Linked DNA regions of Mus musculus: region 1 is linked to region 2. Evidence: chromatin contacts called from public Hi-C data. All regions are on one chromosome and are shown on one strand. The core of a region is the stretch at or near the end of the contact, and the rest is flanking DNA. Distances in the headings are between cores, read along the strand shown.

The links. Hi-C and Micro-C count contacts between places; a contact is called where the count stands out from the background.
Region 1: a Hi-C map of Th1 cells shows a contact between it and region 2, with 2.2 times the contacts expected there. The contact joins two enhancer-like sites. A contact is called at or near these places in 4 of 484 Hi-C or Micro-C datasets (Th1 cells, bone marrow-derived DN3 thymocytes, macrophages and 1 more) and 2 of 115 datasets of contacts at active chromatin or transcription factors (CD8 T cells and bone marrow-derived dendritic cells).

The regions. Positions count from the first base shown.
Region 1 is chr2:52,523,630-52,527,080 of GRCm38.p6, reverse strand. The region is part of intron 2 of Cacnb4 (calcium channel, voltage-dependent, beta 4 subunit); the gene reads left to right. Among named protein-coding and RNA genes, the nearest start is that of A430018G15Rik, 100 kb to the right of the region's middle. Within about 2 kb of position 2,185, at least 28 of the 459 cell types and tissues checked have an H3K27ac peak or open chromatin away from gene starts, as enhancers often do. A contact at or near this core is called in CD8 T cells and Th1 cells, where this site is marked.
Region 2 is chr2:52,453,381-52,457,399 of GRCm38.p6, reverse strand. Cacnb4 (calcium channel, voltage-dependent, beta 4 subunit) reads left to right here. Exons shown (of 14, transcript NM_001037099.2): 10 at 1,691-1,800. Among named protein-coding and RNA genes, the nearest start is that of A430018G15Rik, 30 kb to the right of the region's middle. Within about 2 kb of position 1,614, at least 25 of the 459 cell types and tissues checked have an H3K27ac peak or open chromatin away from gene starts, as enhancers often do. A contact at or near this core is called in CD8 T cells and Th1 cells, where this site is marked.

The sequences.
Region 1 (3,451 bases), core at 936-3,435, 69 kb before region 2:
TATGAGGGTGCTCCCCCACCTACCCACTTCCATCTTCCCACCCTGGCATTCCCCTACACTGAGGCATCAAACACCCTCAGGCCTGAGGACCTCTCCTCCCATTGATGTCCAACAAGGCCATCCTCTGCCACATATGTGGCCAGTGCCATGGGTCCTTCCATGTATATTTTTTGGTTGGTGGCCCAGTCCCCAGAAGCTCCAGGTGTCTGATCAGTTGACACTTTTGCTCCCCTCCATGGGGCTGCAAATCCCCTCAGCTCCTTCAGTCCCTTCTCCAACTCCTCCATCAGGGACCTGGAGCTCAGTCCAATGGATGGCTGTGAGCTTCCTCCTCTGTATTTGTCAGGCTCTGTCAGAGCCTCTCAGGAGACCGCCATATCAGGCTTCTATCAGCAAGCACTTCCTGGCATCCACAATAACGTCCGGTTTACACCCAAACTTTCAAGGTTTCTGTGGAGTAAGGGAAGAGATATGAAGCCTTGGTATTCATTCCACCACCTAGATCCCACCTACTCATATTTTGCACTGTAGCCAGGCTCAGAGATACTGAGAGGCACTTTGCGAGAGCAGCTTCACACACCAGTTTAGTCTGCTTTTAGGACCTCCCCGTCAGAGCACAGTAATAGACGTTCAAGGACCTCAATGGGAGTGACTGTCTTTTGCCAGTTGCTTGCGAGGCATATGTTATATAACCTTTGCAAGCATCTGCTAGGTAGGGCTGGTGCCTTCTGATTGCAGCTCAACAGGAAAGACTCAGGAAATGCTGGGTGCAGGAGAGGAAAGAATTCTTTTTTTTTTTTTTTTTTAATTGAGGTCTCTAGGAGAAAAAAATGATACCAGGTTCATTGCCAATTCCCCATAAGGGATTTTTAGCAAATGTGGTAAATGCAGTAGTGACGCTGGCTCTGTACACACATTGCTTTGTGCATGCATGTCAAACACCAAAAGCCCAAGCAAGCTTCCAGTGAGTCACTGCTCCTGGGTTGAGCTTCAGCGTGACCTCACCCACCTCTGCAACCTCAGCCAAGGAATGAGTCCTCAGTACTTCTCTTCTCTACGTCTGCGTCTCCATTGCCCTTTCTTCTCTCACCCCCGCCGGTTGATTTTGTAAGCCAGAGACTAGTCAGCCAACAAGTGGACATTTTTATAATGCTGAAGGCGAGCTGAGCTCTGTCTCCCTGTTGGGTTCTGTAATGGGCAGGTGCCTGTAGAAAGTGCTTGTTAGTAGGCTCAGAGCAGGCAAGTCGAGCTGGCAGTACCTGCTCTCACAGACAGACCCCTCCCCCGCCAGAAGACCTCACACATAGCCTTTCCTGAATCAGAGCATCTTCTCAGACTGAATGAGCTTGCAGCAAGTATTTCCAGAAGTGCATTTGGCAGGTGCATGGACAGTCTCAGGGCTGCTTGGGACCCAGCTCCGGCTATTGAGTGTGTGTGAGAGATACAGAATTCCCGAAGGAACTATGGTGCAAATGTGGTCGCAGGTCACTTTGCAGTAAAATCCTAAGGGAAAGTTGGCTAGCTTCTAGTTTCTGGAGAACCATTCAGAATCCACCAGGGACTTCGGCTTTGTGGTGGAACTGACGTGACAGCAGGTGGTGCTGCCCACAGCGGCCTGTTCTAGAGGTCTGATGTCATCCCTTCTTCTTAGCTGGGTGGGTTTTTTTCTGAGGACTGTTCTTTTATTCACATCGGCCATACACAGGATGGTTCTCATTTGATGTTTCTCTCTCCTTGGGTGATCGGAGTGAACTCAGGTGTCAGGCTGTAAGCACATGTCACACCACGAGTTGTAGCACAGGGCATCAGTGTTATTCATAGATAGATAGATAGATAGATAGATAGAGACAGAGACAGAGACAGAGACAGAGACAGACACAGACACAGACACAGACACAGACACAGACACAGACACAGACACAGACACAGACACAGACACAGACACAGACACAGACACAGACACAGACACAGATATTTAAAGGGTTCAGGATTACCATCAACCTCCAGAGTCACCTCCTCACCTGACTACTTTCTGACAACATCCTGAAGGAGGACCACACCCATCTGATCTTTATTTCTCCACTTCCTGTTTTTCACCCGCACTCCCAAAGTTCCAGACTCCTCCTGTGGAAGGCCAGGCTGAAGTACCGTTCTCCTGACTGTAGAGTGCCCACCAGAACCCACATCAGCCATCTCATGCCACATGCCCTTAGCACTTGGTTAGCTGTGTTGGTGAGATCATCATAAAACCCCAGGAACACCACTGAAAGATGAGCAACGCATTCTCCTGTCACTTGACGTTCAGTTACAACCTTTAGGAGAGAGAGTGATAATGAAATTGAGGTGCCCCAGGGTGGCCACCGCCTAGAACTATCTTGTCGCAGGCAAACCAAGAAAGTTGGTTACTGAAACCTCATCGGAGAGTCATTTGTAATGTTAATAGAATTAAATTATATCAACACTACTGCAAGAACAGGAATAGCTACCATTTATATGATGCCTTGTGCCAGCCAGTGTTCTGGCTTTGTATGTATTAACTCACCAACCCTTTTTTTTTTCTTTTCTTCCTACCCTAAGATGCGCTCTCTCTCTTTCCCTGCCACTCTTAGCTCTGCCTCCCTTTTCCCTGTGCAATCACTGCACTCATGTAATTGGACAGGGAAAACTCTGCAACATTCTCTCAATTTGAAGGAGTCCTGTACAGATGAGATTTCCCAGTGTATAAGTGTGTGTGTGTGTGTGTGTGTGTGTGTGTGTGTGTGTGATACTGGACACTGAACTCAGGACCTGGCACATGCTAAGCTGCTACTTAACCATTGAATCACACCTTGGTACATCTTCTCCTTTTAAGTAGTTTTTTTATAATTTTTGGTGAAGTCCAGCTTATGAATTCTCCATCGTCTGTGCTTTGGTGTCAAGGGTAAGAGCTCTCTGCTTAGCCAGGTCTTACAGCGATTACACTGTTTTCCAGCTTAGTGGTTTGTATTTGCATCTGCGAGCCAGTCTGAGGTCATTTTTAACAAGGCTAGAAGTTAAGTTACAAACCTTCTTGCTTATGGACGTCTAACTTGTAACTTGCATTTGACAAACTCTTTGAGAGTATCAGGGAATGAGAAGCTGGGAAGGGCTCCTGGTTAGGCAGGGATGGAATGGTAAATAGTAACCCATTTGTGGGGGGAATCACCAACCCCTCTTAACAACACTGTAGATGACACACTGTCTTTATCCCATTTATAGATGGCGAAACAGAGATTCAGGCATACCTACCCATGCCCATGCAGGAGACGAGGCTTTCTGGTGTCTCTAAGTTGGCACAGGGAGTCCTTGAGAGAGCTAGTCCTGGAATAAAATCGACTCCAAACCCTGAGTGCTTTCCCTTCACTGACTGTGGCTTTCCTTCTGATGAACATCTAGCATCCTTGGTCAAGTTGAGAAGCCATTTTAACAAACA
Region 2 (4,019 bases), core at 365-2,864:
CGTTGCCTGGAATGGAGCAGATTCTCTCTGTTCTCAGTTTCCTTCTTAGGAGAAGGTGGAAGTTGCTCACCAGTGTTTTCTGATGTCATGCAGCTCAGTTGAACTTTTCTTTTTTGCCTTTTTTTCCTTTTTTTCTTTAACAAAACAATGAAATTATGAGTGAGCTCGACATAGGAGAGAGAAGTTCAGAAGTATAAGCTCTGCCCATGTTGATGCTCACAGCGGTCCCAGGAAATCTCCTCACAACTTTTATTGCTACACGGGATAATTTGATGCTGCCTTAAATAATTATCAAGGCATAAAGGTTCAAGAAGTTAGAACACGGTGGTATTCCAAGCACCTGCAGCTTATAGATGCAGCCACCCAGGCCAGCACCACTTGGCTTCAGTATCCCGCTACAACTTCTGTACATTCTATTGCTGTAAAACTTGAGCACAGTGGTGGATACCTATGGCTCCTGGACAAAGGAGGCTGAGGCAGGAGGATTAGGAACTCAAAGTTATCTAGATACATATTGAGAGACTCTGCCTCAAAAAATGTTTGTTCGTTCCCGAGCCTTTATGAAAAGGACAATTTTTGGTCCTCCCTAAGGCTTCTAGTCACCAGAGCCTCCAGACTTAGAATGGCCAAAAACAGGAGGAATGGGAGGACGTGTAATTAAATTCATGAAGTTCAAAGAAGTTCAGCCCTGGAGAAGAATAAGTCTGCTAAGAGGATCAAGGGAAGCGATCCTCCCTTTATGAACTCACCCATGCTGTGCAGATGAGGGTAGGGAAGGTCTGTGGATTTCTCTGATTGTCCTAGGTGGACCAGCTTTGAATTCTACAGACAATAGTTGGAAGCTGAGCGGTCTCCGTTAAAAATTATTTTAAAACAATAAAATCTACAAACCATCATTTGATAATGTGTGGTCCAGCTGTTCCCCTCTCTCCATACAAAGTCTCTGCTTTAGTCTTCCATGGCAGCAAGGTGTGTGTGTGTCCTAACTTATCATAACTCCAGTGCTCACATTGACTTCAGCGACTGGGGTCATGAGTGCCAACCAGATGTGCACAAGTGCACACCAGATGTGCTCAGATCCTATACTGAGGCTTCCATGCCTGCAGAAAGGAAACCATATTTCTCACATCCTACCCACAAAGCTCCTCTTGGGTCTGTGGAGAAACACTTCATATATTAGAGATTAACTACTGAGCCAAGAAACACAACTTAGTTACCAACTGGTTGGGTTTGTTTTGTTTTTTCTGTGATCAAATGAAGCTTTCCCTTTTCAGCCAACGGTGTTAGGGCAGAGCAGTTGTGTATCCTGAAGGGCTTGTTCAAGAGCAAATCAACTGTGAGTTTTGAGGAAACTGTATAGCTATTTCCTAGAAAGAGCATGCCTAATTCATGTTTTGATTCCCTCCTGGTGTGCTGTGTGCTTTAAAGGCAACTTGGCCAGGCAGGCCATAATGGAGGGAGCCCATTTTCACTGGAGTGGTTTTCAGCTACAGAGCCAAAGCCTGCCGCCATTCATTGTTTCTGTTTTAATACGAGCCAGAGTCTGTTTAAAATCCTTGTGGCTGACGTTTACTGTACGGTGGTTCTGTGGTAGTATGTGAAGTATCTGCTAAGCACTGCAGCTATGAGTCACTCAGAAAGCCACATGACATTTTTACTGGCTTGTCCTGTTCTGTGTTCCTCTTCCTAGGATATCAATAACAAGAGTGACAGCTGACATTTCTCTTGCTAAGAGATCTGTCCTCAACAATCCTAGCAAGAGAGCAATAATTGAACGTTCCAACACCAGATCCAGCTTAGGTAAGATGTTTTCATATGGGCATTCGGTGTATGGGTGGGGAATATCTTGTCCTACTTGGGCACTGACCTACCTGGAGAAGTACTGAATATCTGTGGAGAAAGCCAGCCGTTGGACAGGACAGGGGCAGAGTCCTTGCAGCAGCCAGAATCCTTTTCTCCCTCCCTCCCTCCCTCCCTCCCTCCCTCCCTCCCTCCCTCCTCCCTCTCTTCCTCCCTTCTTCCTCATCCTCTTTCTGCCTCCATCTCTGTCTCTCTCCCCTCTCCCTCCCTCCTCCTTCTCCCCCCTCTCTGTCTCTGTCTGTCTCTCTGTCTCTGTCTTTCTGTCTGTCTCTCCCTTCCTCCCTTCTTCTTCCTCCTCCCCTCTTCCTGTCTGTCTCTCCCTCCCTACCTTTCTCTTCCTCCTCCTCTCTTCCTGTCTCTCTCCCTCCCTCCCTTCCTCCTCCCTCTCTCCCTCCCTCTCTCCCTCCCTCTCTCCCTCCCTCCCTCCCTCCCTCCCTCACTCTTCTTCCTCCCCCTCTCACTTCTAGACACTTAGTGTGGTGGGAGCCGACCTCCTCAGGCCCCTCTACCCAGTTGCTGTTGCACCATGGGGAACCACCTATCTCCTTCCCCCAAACATCCCAATAAGCTTCTGTTGTAGGCGACACATGGCTGACATGGAAGGAAAGAAGATGTTTAGAGAGGGAAGGTAATGATATTCTTGTGTGGCCAACTGGTAGACTCAGAAGAGTCACACCTTTCAGTAGAAATGGTGGCTACCATGATGGCCATGCAGAGAACTTAAACTTGTCTTTTCTGGGTACTTGTTGGAAAGCATCTTTACAAATCTTCCCATGAGGGAGACTATAAAGTTCTCAATGAGTTGGTGTGTGCATAGAAGTGAGCCACTTTGGGAAATGTTCCCCTGAGCCCATGGAAAAAATAATAACAGTTTTGGGAGCTGAGAGAGGGAGATGAACATCTGTAAATCCAGCACCTGGGAGTGGAGTCAAGAGGACCAGGAGTTCAAGGCCAGCATAGACTACAGAAGACCTTGTCTCAAAAGCAAGCAAGTAGCCAAACACAAGGAACATCACTAGTTCCAAAAATGCTGAAACACTCCAGTCTAGTGGTAAAGAGTGTTTATGAAGGGCCTCCAGCACCAGAGTCTATGACTGTCCCAGCTTTGTTTACCAGCAACAAATTTACAAAGAAGGTTCCCTTAGCACCCCTCTGAGAACCTGTCTGATTGTTGCCTTTCTTGAAGAAGATGAGATAGGTAAATAAAAGGGCCTTTGCCTCCCTTATGCCTGTAATTTGCTTATTATACTGTGTATACAGATTTTCCAAGTACTGGGCTCATCACCCACTATGTGATATGGCCTCCTTCTCTACCCAAGTTCCACCACTGCTTACAGCACAGGGCCATTGCCCAAGGGCTTTGAGCATTGCAGCAGTGACTATGAACCTACACTCCAGTTCATTGCTGGTGCATAGGAAATAAAACCCTGGTGTTTCTGAGCTATTTGGACCGAGACTTAGAGCGCCTTGTGGATTCTGGGTCCTGGGGCAGTGCCATTTGTATTGCTGCCTTTTCGTTTCTTCAGAAAAAATATCAAATGTGATTTTACATTATTTTATAATGATATGTGAGGCTTGGAACTAAAACAATGTCAGCTTGTTCTGCTGTAGTTCTGCCTAGAACTGCTTCTTTAAAACTGTGGCAAATCAATTAAAGCACAAATCGAGGACCTACCCCAACATCCTTCTGCTGAAACGGACTGCAGGAAAAATTGGCCTTATTTTCCAAATGGCCTTCTTGAGAAAAATTTCTTTTTAAATTGCTTCTGATGTGCTAGGGGAAAAACTGGATATATGTTCATTATTACTAACAAATGTAGACTATTATCTCATGAGAACTTGGCAGAGATTTTCTTAAATAGCTACCCTGAAAGCTGGTTACTGGAGCATCAGGATGGAGCCTTTCAGGTCATTAGTATTGAATAATGTGAAAGTGATATGTATTTCGTCTACTTAAATTCATATTTTAAAAGAAGATTGTCTCTTTATTTGTGTGTGTATGCCACGTGAATGTGGGTGGGTGAGAAGGCCAGAGAGATCGATCCTCTGGTCCCCTGGAGCAGGATTACAGGTGATCGTAATATGGATGCTGAAAACTGAGTTTAGTCTTCTGGAGGAACAGCGAGTGCCCCCTAACTGCTGAGCCATCCCTCTAGCCC